2 separate regions of the Mus musculus genome follow, and region 1 is linked to region 2. Evidence: chromatin contacts called from public HiChIP or PLAC-seq data. All regions are on one chromosome and are shown on one strand. Each heading gives the region's core, a stretch centred on a gene start, on an enhancer-like site or on the middle of the called end of the contact. The rest is flanking DNA. Distances are from core to core; before and after follow the strand shown. Region 1 overlaps Paxbp1 (PAX3 and PAX7 binding protein 1). Region 2 overlaps Hunk (hormonally upregulated Neu-associated kinase).

Region 1 (5,205 bases), core at 344-2,843, 600 kb after region 2:
TGTAGGAAATATACACAAATATATTTGAAGTAGTGAGGCTATGTGTCAAAGAGATTTGGTCTGATGAGGTTCTAAAGTTAAAAACAAAAACAAAACAACCACCTGTGCTGGATGAGGTGACATGCACCTTCAATCCCAGCACTTGGGAGGCAGAGGCAGGCAGATCTCTCTGAGTTTAAGGCCAGCCTAGTCTACACAGTGAGTTCCTGGACAGCTAGGAATACAAAGTGAAACCCTGTCTCTGAAAAAACCAAAACCCTAACAAACCAAAAAACTCACAACAAAAGAACAAACAAACAAAACCTCCTGCTACTAGCAGATTTATATTAATTAATTTAGTAATTGTTATGACTATTAGTGATTATTAAAAATATATATTTAAGCCAGGCATGGTGGCTCACATCTTTAATCCCAGCACTTGGGAGGCAGAGGCAGGCAGATTTCTGAGTTCAAGGCCAGCCTGGTCTACAGAGTGAGTTCCAGGACAGAGAAACCCTGACTCGGGAAAAAAAAATTATATATATATATATATATAAATAAAACTATCAAACTATGTAACTCATGACTATAAGTAGAAAACCTAACAATATTAAAACTATTTATTTTTGTTTTTCAAGACAGGGTTTCTCTGTGTAGTTCTAGCTGTCCTGGAATCTTATATAGATTAGGCTGGCCTTGAACTCAGAGATCCACCTGCCTCTGCCTTCTGAGTGCTGGGATTAATGGCATGAGGCACCCCCCACTTACTCTGTTAAAATTATTCAAGTGAGAGGGAAAAAAAGGCTCTTCTGAATTGCTCAAAACAATCAACTATGAAGAAAACTCCTAAAATAAAAATTTCATTGATATCTAGAAAAACACCCAAAGAACCACAAATATAGACAGATAGATTTTCATGTATCATTCCTTGGCCTCTTGGTTAAGATCAACTGTCTATTTCTTGGGTTAGAAAGAAATGTTTAGGACTACCTGGGCAGTTTAATAACTACAGCAGGTCCAACTGTCAAAGGAGGTTTATATAACTCCTATTCTTCAGGCAAAGAAGCTGAACTCGCCCTGATGGGTGTGCTTTAAACTACAGCATGAGTTACCCAACTCACATTTTGGGCTTTTCTGATGCTGTCATCTCCGTATTCTGAGTTCTGAAAAGCCATAAGGATGTATCTGTTTAACAAGCCATCTATTGATAACTCCTGAAGAGTTTTGTTTGAGAAAATGCCATACCACTGAAGAAAATTTCCCAATAGCTAAAAAGAAGAAAAAAAAAATGATTAACAGGCAATACCAAGCAATTATTCTTAAGTACAAAGTGAAGTAGTTATATAGTAATACAGCAAACGCAGTGTGATGGACGGTGCCTTGTGTTAGAAAGCACTTCTGAGCTATCTGAGTGCTTCCTACAATAAAAGCTACTCTTGCTCACCGTGTATAAAATGAAATGCTGTCATGAAATGAAGCCTCATCCCACCCAACCATACCAATGTCTAGTTTCCCCACTCATTTCCACTGCAGTAAACAGCAGGCAGCACTCTGTAGCCAAAGACTCAGGCCAGAGGCACCCAGGTCACCTTGATCACTCTGGCTCCACCTCCACCCAACCTGCGCTTTTCAGCACTCCATAGTTCCTGCACTGACGCTCAAGTGTACTGCGGTGTCTTTTCCCCAGCAGAGGTCCAAACAGAAACAAGCCTAGACATGATTTGAGTATCTCCATTCAATTTTTCTTAAGGACAACACAAAACTAGTCCCCTTTAAAAGAAAAATCATTACACACATAGAGACTTGAGGGCATGCAGAATTAATTTCTGTTAAGAAGAGCTATTCAAAGGCAGACTGGCCTGAGCTAGATTCCCGACTTGTATTACCAATGGAATGACACTGCAGGTCAGACTGTGTCTCCCTGACCTATACAAAGAACAACAGTGATAGTGTCTACTTGACAGAGTCATTCTGAGGTTTCAAGATAAAGGGTGCGGCACAATAGAGAGATAGCAAAAATGTTCCAATTTTCATTATCCCCCATCCTCAACCTACTTCAACCCATTTGTTCTATACAGCACACACAGTCATCTTCAAAATGGCAATTTGTTTCTGTCCTTTCCATGCTAAAAATCACCCATGACTCTCATATCCATACTCTACTAACTTTCAACTAGGGCTGAAATTCAACTCAAAGCAGAAAGGATTGTCTTCACAACAAATATTGCTGTAACAAAGAGGGATTTCATCCAGGCCTTACATCTAAAATAAAAAGGTATTTTATTTAATTTCATTTTGTATATATGGATGTTCTGCATGTATGCCATGTCTGTGCACCATGTTTGTGTGGTGCAAGAGGAGGCAGCTATGGATCTCCATGCTGGTGCCTAGGTTCTCAGTGCTCTTAACCCCAGAGCCATCTCTTTAGCCTCTAAAGTTAACTGTAAACACATAACACAGCTAAATGTAAAACCTAAAACTATGAAACTTCTAGCTACAGGAGAAAAACTTCATGGTTCTCTATAAGGAAGGCATTTCTAAGTATGGCTTCTAAAGCACAAAGAACCCACGCAGGCAGGGGACAGGTGAGCCGTGCAGCGGTGAGAACCCCACTCAGGCTCAGCTGGGTCCATTACCCAGTGTGCAGCATCGTCATGACTGCTGCAGCATCAACTCAGTGCAGCACTGAGGAGGGGAGAGCGCAGGAGTTCAAGATCAGCCTGGGCTGCACAGCAAGTCTGAAATGGGCCTGGGCTACATGAGACCTCAATTCAGCAGCAACGAAAACCCACAAGAACTTTTACCCTTGAAATAAATGAGAAACTAAAAGACAAGCCAGACAAAGTTTAAAAATCATCTCCACTTCATTTTCTCCAGAGTTTAGAACTCTACGCATAAGAGGAAAACATGAGCCAAAGTCCTGAGAACAACAGAGGCACGGTGAGCACAGGAACAGGGCTCACCACCACTCATCAACCCAGCAGACGGAGGGCACAGAGCGAACAGAACCCTCTCCACACTGCTGCGGACACACACCACACAGCCTCTCCTGGTTTCCCTCAGAGGGCTGAAATGAGAACACCGACTGCAGAGATCCCCACAGCATCTCCCTCATTACTCCAACTGAAAACCATTTCAAGTCTTCAAATTAGGAAATGAGTTAAACAAAGGAAAGCTGAACTTACAGCTCCCTCAGCAGCAAAAAGCAGCAAACCACTGCTAACAGGAAATGAAAGTGAATGTCAAACACACCCAAGGAGACGAGCCAGCCTCACACGGCTCCCTGTTGTATAGCTCCACTAATAGAACCGTGGAACACAAGCAGGTTGGGAGGTCAGGGCTAAACTACAAAGGGGACAAATGTATAAAACGCACAGAACTGGAGTGAGTGAGTGAGTGAGTGTAAATTACCAGAGGAGAGGCACCCAGACAGAACCTCATAGCTTGCTCTAACCTTGAGGGTGAAGACGAGCTTTCTCCAGGATGCTCCTGCTTCCCTACTCCCGCCTTCAGGCACTCATCTCCATCTTCATCCACACCCGCTCTCCTTTACCTGGAGTCTACTTAAGTCCCTTGCATCACACTCCAGGATCACCTCCAGGGAGGGAGAGGATCCCCAATGGCTCCCTGGGGCCCTTTCTCATCAGTGGGCTGTCTACCTACAAACTGTGCTGTGCTGTAAACCTCCTAGAAGGCTTCTGTCCCAGCCATGCTGCCCCGACTCGGGAGAAGAGAGTGCTCTAGTTGCTCAATGCGCTACGTTCTGTTTTCACTAAGCTGTGGTCTATAGTTGAACAGTTTGTGAGACTGCATAGGCCTTACTTTCAAAATTCCCTGTGAAAATATCAAACTGAAATAAACATTTGAAATAATACTTGGTTGTAAAATGAAAGTGTGTGTATGTCTCAGAGATATAAACCTGAGTTAATAAAAGACAAAAATTGTCTCAAAATATAGTACATGAAGTCCAAAAAAATTACATATTTTTAGATAGTCTCTGATTACATACCTTAACAGACGACCAAAACTGTCGTTGAAAAAATAAGTAAGGCCCAGAATTTTTATTTTCTAAGACACTGAAAGAGAAACGAAGCACAATCAAATGTTTGTAAGTAAATAAATGCCAAATGCCGCTTCATCCCGATCAGTAAGATAAATGCTGCTTCATTCTGATCAGTAAGAACGTCCTCAAGTAACGGGGTCAGGAAAACGACCCAGCAGTGTGCAGCAGCAGTGAGGCTCTGGCACGAGGGCCAGCTTAGCATTCACCTCAGAAGAGAGGGAGAGAGGGAGGGAGATGGAGAGAGAGAGGGGAGGGGAGAGGGATAGGAGGAAAGAAGACAGAGAGAAGGAAAGAGGGAGCTGCAAAAAGAGGGAAGAGAGAGGAAGGGAGCGAGTCTGAAGGCCTGTGAAGTCAAATATACTGAAGGAAACAAACAACAACTCAATTTTAAACTATTTTAAGAACATTATTTGCTATATTCTGTTCAAAACAATTCCTCCACCTCTCTGGGTAATTTTATACTACTCAGGCACAGTTTATACGTCAAGCCACCTTTATTTTTCTAATCTAGACCCTGAAAGCAAATATAGAATGTTGCATCTCATGTTCGTATGGCTTACTTACTTTTTGGGATATAGGGGCATAAATACATCATCATCTAAAGTTCTTCTCATCCTCAGTAAAAGAGCTTTAAGGTATACCTACGGAGTGAGAAGAAGTACATTTGAATTTGTTAAAAAAATTTAATACAATTCTACCAGATAATCTTTCAACAATTAGTAATCAATACAGTCATTTACCAATTTTAATATTCCAAATCTACTATATGAAAATTTAAAATCAACATACTTTATTTCAACATAAGGTTACCTGAGACCCAACAATGATAAAGCCTTTCCCGATCGGCTCAGTGAAAGCAGTGATTTTACGGTTGGCATTAACTGTAAGTGTATCTGGTTATTTTAAAATATGCTATTTAAGTCCCAATTATCAATTATGAACTAATCTACTGGTTTTACTTTCTATTCTCCCCCAAAGTTTTTACTGGAATGTTTGATTGGGAGAACCAGAAGTGGGCTGTGCTACTGAGTAGACTAATGGCATCTTTCTTCCATGGAAATTTGTACAACTGAAAACTAACAGCTAACTGTACATACTTCAGGTTTTACAGCCAGATTACCTAACTAGGAGAATCAGCAGCCTGGCTGACTCAGGATAACCAC
Region 2 (4,922 bases), core at 624-3,123:
CAAATTACATCAGCATTAGCTTCTATATACATCTAACTCAATCCTCTGTAAATAGTTGTTATATTAGGTTGTTTAACGTTTAAGGCATATATATATACATTATATATATTGTCAGTACTTGTTAGTATGGATACAGGAATCATAGATTCAACTACATACCTCAGTGAGGCTTCAGTGGGTACTGGAATGAGGTGGAGGACCAGTGACGTCACATGGTGGTGGGATGCCGGGTATGGGTGCACATGGCTTCAGTGTGGGGCTCCTGCCTGCACATGACGTGACTTCAGTGTAGTGCTCAAGGCTGGCTTGGAACTTGAAATGATCTTCCTGCTTCCACACCTGCGGGAAATGTTTGACTGTGCCCGTATCTTCTGCTGAACTGGTTGAATCTTAGGATGAAAACCTCAGATTGGAGGAGGCCTGACTGTATTTACAAAGCTGAAGTTAATCAGACAGTTGTTTGGATTGACTGATTGTATTTGGACCATTGAGCCTAGCTTCTGTGTTGCTTAATTGTAAGTGAACACAGTTAATTTCCCTTCCCTTCCCTTCCCTTCCCTTCCCTTCCCTTCCCTTCCCTTCCCTTCCCTTCCCTCCCCTCCCCTCCCCTCCCCTCCCCTCCCCTCCCCTCCCCTCCCCTCCCCTCCCCTCCCCTCCCCTCCCCTCCCCTCCCTTTTTTTGTATGTGTGTATGTTGGTGTGGGTGCACGTGTAGTTTAGGCACACACATGTGTCATGGGGCCAACCTTGGGTGGTGTTCTTTGGGAGCCTTCCATCTACCCTTTTTGGTAACAGAGCCTCTCACCAATTAGGCTAGACTGGCTGGTCATTGAGCTCCAGGGGTCAGCACAGCACTGCCTCCCTGGTGCTGGGATTGTGACCACTGCCGATGCTTGAGTACTTTCCATGGGTTCTGGGGGCTGAACTACAATCACTTCATCCCCTCAGTCATCTTCCCACTCCCCTAACCTTTTCTTTGTGAGTGATTAAAAAACTGCTTGGTAAAATGAGAGCTGCCCTCTTGGTTATTTTTTTTGAAAGTGTTGTAACAATCAACATATCTTCTTTACTCTCTCTCTCTCTCTCTCTCTCTCTCTCTTAATGGGTGGGAGGTTAGATTTGTAACCGGCACATCTTGTTTCCCATGAAAGCAACATTAAAATCTTTCCAACCTGATTTTGACCTAGCAAAGCCCCATTTAATTGCGATGAAGGAAATAGATAAACTAGTAGTTAACCCAGATTCTCAGGACGAGGCCCTCTGGGACAGGCATTTAAGAGTTGAAAATGGTAACTCCGATCACAGCTGCCTCGAAACTCAAAAAAAAAAAAAAAAAAAAAAAAAAAAAAAAAAACACCAAACGAGGCAGCACCTCAGAATTTAAGTGGGAAACATTTCTTTGAAGTTTATCATGGTCTCTCTCTTTTCTTTGAAACGGTTCCTTTATGATTCTGATTATATAAATATTCACATCCTTGGGTGTCTCTGTCTTTCACATTTCTTTTTCTTTAATTTAAGCTGTTTACATTTGTGTATTCCTTTTGTATGTATGGGATGCTGGGTGTGGCGCACTATAGTGTGGATGTCAGAGGGAGCTTTGGGGAGTTGCTTCTCTCAGGTTTGGTGGCCAGCGTCTTTACCTGGTGAGCCATCCATCTCTGGCCTAATACAGTTCACATTTCTTTATTGTGTTTTTTGTTTGTTTGTTTGTTTTTGTTTTTTCCAACTCTCAGGCTTCAGGAGTAGTCTGCCTTGTTTTTTGAGGCAGGGTCTCTCCTTGGCCCAGGGCTTACCAATTGATGTTAGGCTGACTGGCCAGTGAGTATCAGATTCCTGTCTCAGCCTTTACTGACTGAGCTACACAGCTCCTCCTTTGTTTAACCCCCTCCTGGACTTTAAATGATAAAGACTAGAAAGTTAGTAACTTGTTGGCTCCTGTGATGGTTTGTATGTGCTCAGCCCAGGGAGTGGCACTATTAGAAGGTGTGGCTCTGTTGGAGTAGGTGTGTCACTGTGGGTGTGGGCTATAAGATCCTCATCCTAGTTGCCTGGAAGCCAGTATTCTTCTATCAGCCTTCAGGTGAAGATATAGAACTCTCATCTCCTCCTGCACCATGCCTGCCTGGATGCTGCCATGTTCCTGCCATGATGATAATGGACCAAACCTCTGAACCTGTAAGCCAGCCCCAATTAGATGTTGTCCTTATAAGAGTTGCCTTGGTCATGGTGTCTGCTCACAGCAGTAAAACCCTAACTAAGACATCTCCTAAATTTAGTTCAAAGCAGCTGAAAAGAGAGAACCCAGTGTGGTAAATACCCATAAAGACATGGTAACTTTCTTTTCAAAGATAAAGAGCAAAAGCTAAGGCACAAGAGTTATACTTATCGATAAAGAAGTTAACGACGGCATAGGAAGTACACTACAGTGCCCCAGCTGGAAGACGCATCCTGTGATTGGTTGGGCCGGGCTTACTCAGTAGCATCCTTTCTCCTAGGTTCTGGGCCTCTTGTCCTTCAGATCTTCCTTTCTTAGCATTAAAATATGTGAAAGTTATTGACTCCTTGAGCCCTCCAGTGCACATGTCAAAGCCCCGACTGACTCCCAGTACCTGGAAGATGGCTGTTTTTGCAAACAGAGTCTTTGAAGAGGAAAATGAGCTGCCATCCTCATTATGGCCTGTGGTCCAGTCTGAGTCTTGTTTTATGAGGAGTTTGGATTCTTTTAAGTGATGGCCTGGCAGTGGTAACTGAAGGTGGGCACGGAAGAGATGAGGGATGACCGGGTACCACATTCGAATGTTCTATAAAGAGTCTGTGCATGGTGAGGAGAGGCCAGGGGCGAGGGCCAAGGAAGCTGCTCCTATGAAGGCTGAAGGGTCCAGGAGAGTGAGCATCTTCCCTGGGAGTTAAGGACAGATACAGGAGGATCTACAAGCGAGGCTGGTTGAGATGGCTTAGTGGGTGAAGGTATTTGCTGCCACCTGATGACCTGAGTTGGATCCCCAGACCTACATCACAGATGGAGAGAATTGACCCTTACAAGTTGCCTTTTGACCTCCCCATGCCCGCTGTGGCTCTTCCAACCACACACATATGCATCCCTCAGAAGTAAATGTAGTTAAAAAAGAAAAAAAAAAAGAAAAGAAAAAGAAGAAGAAACTGAAAGGAAGTTTGAATAAAGGGATGGGCTTATGGAGGTGAGAGTGTCAACCATACTGTGAGAAGGGATTTTCTGCCAGCCACAGAGAAGCCTCCCAAGAAACTGCCCCTGTTAAGGCTTTGATCTCGAACTTCGGACCTTAAAAATTGTGAAGCCACAGATTTCTGTTATTGAGGCAGCCATTGTATTCAGGTAGCCTGAATGGATGGATGAATGAATGAGTGAACGAGTGAGTAAGTGAATGAATGAATATTCTGGGAGATGATGAGAGAGATTGGGCGAACAACTTGTGTTAAAAAGAAGAGGAAAAGAGACCTTAGTTTTAGGATCTCAGCCATCGGGCCTCCAAACAGCTCTGCCCTGTTCACAGAAGCATGCACACACAGACCTGCACACCCCCCCTCCCCCCCCCCCCCCCCCCCGCAGTCCCCCTCTTTCTGCTTATGGATTCTGTGTCCTTCCTGAGCTGTTATCCGCTTTTCTGTGAAGCTGAGCATTTAGTCTTCCGTGGAGAGGAAAGGAGGCCAGGAGGATTTATGAAGGCCTTGCAGGAACACAAATTCTGCTTTATTCAGACTGACATCATAATTGCACGGGGATAAATCAGAGCAGAGTCCGGGGAAGGGCCTTCTTTTCCGAGAGTCTGAGGAACGCGGCTCCGGGGCTGGTCTGACAGAAGGTGATTTAGGTGGGACTTAGGCAGCGAGGCTGAAGGAAGCCACCTGCAGCGAGCTGTAAGGAGCTTGAGTGAATGCAGAGTGAATGCAGACCCGGAGCCCTGCTGGAGCCCTGTGTGGACTTAATCCTTCCTCTCCCGGAGCTATCCTGTCTGTCACTCCCCTGGGTCCTTGTCATCTCTGCCTCCCAGTGTTGACTTCTGTGCCTGCCCAGAGCTGTGTGTCATTAATAGTTACTCAGTAGGAGCCTTGGATGATGGTCACCGTGTGCCAAGCACAGCGTGTAACACCTTGGTCAATCTTATTATCCCTGAGTCACTACAGGGAAGCTTCTTGTCTGGGATTTCTCAGTTCTGGGACCCTCAGCTTAGCTCTGAGGGCCAAGTAGGTTCAGCTGCACTTTGACTTTTTGGCTGAGTTCTGGGTCTCAGGCAGGCAGTATGCTTAGAGACCAATTAATTTGAACAAAGCTACGTGGCTAGAACTTCCTAACAGTTTGCTGTAGTTGCCTCTGACCGTCTGACCGTAATGGCTACCGCATACTAGAGATGAGCCAGGCATAAAAGATGTGTCGTTGAAGTGTGAAATATGTGTCAAAAGAGTTCCAAGGCTTTATATGACGAAGAGCTTGTATGATAGCTCATTAAGAACTCTGAATGCAGAGGCTGGAAGAAAATGGCTCATTGGTACCTGTTGCTCTTGCAGAGGACCCAGGTTTGGTTCGTCTTATCTACAGGGTAGGTTGAAACTATCTGTAACTCCAATTTCAAGGGACCTCACACCCTCTTCTGACCTTAGGCACCAGTCATGCATGTGGTACACACACACACACACACACACACACACACACACACACACCATCCCTGGAGTTCACTGACTCACTTACTGATGAGCTCTGGACCACTGAGAGATCCTACCTTAGAAAACAATGCAGATGGTCCCTGCTTAGGTGACCTCTGCTCTGTACACTCTCACTCACACCCATGCATGCATACTCTCGCTTCAAGTGTGCACTCCCCACACACAAGTGCACTCTCACACACACAAACGCAAACACATATAAAGTGTTGAAAGTGGTTCTGTTAT

What was found. HiChIP or PLAC-seq counts read pairs in DNA pulled down with a chosen protein or histone mark.
Region 1: an H3K27ac HiChIP or PLAC-seq map of embryonic stem cells shows a contact between it and region 2, with 5 read pairs. The contact joins two enhancer-like sites. A contact is called at or near these places in 1 of 39 promoter capture datasets (cranial neural crest) and 2 of 115 datasets of contacts at active chromatin or transcription factors (embryonic stem cells and stem cell-derived neural progenitor cells).

Annotation. Positions count from the first base shown.
Region 1 is chr16:91,018,063-91,023,267 of GRCm38.p6, forward strand. Paxbp1 (PAX3 and PAX7 binding protein 1) reads right to left here. Exons shown (of 18, transcript NM_026110.2): 14 at 4,607-4,683; 15 at 3,989-4,055; 16 at 1,101-1,247. Among named protein-coding and RNA genes, the nearest start is that of Synj1, 9.4 kb to the left of the region's middle. Within about 2 kb of position 1,594, at least 10 of the 459 cell types and tissues checked have an H3K27ac peak or open chromatin away from gene starts, as enhancers often do. A contact at or near this core is called in embryonic stem cells, where this site is marked.
Region 2 is chr16:90,414,943-90,419,864 of GRCm38.p6, forward strand. All of the region lies in intron 1 of Hunk (hormonally upregulated Neu-associated kinase), which reads left to right. Among named protein-coding and RNA genes, the nearest start is that of Hunk, 31 kb to the left of the region's middle. Within about 2 kb of position 1,874, at least 4 of the 459 cell types and tissues checked have an H3K27ac peak or open chromatin away from gene starts, as enhancers often do. A contact at or near this core is called in embryonic stem cells, where this site is marked.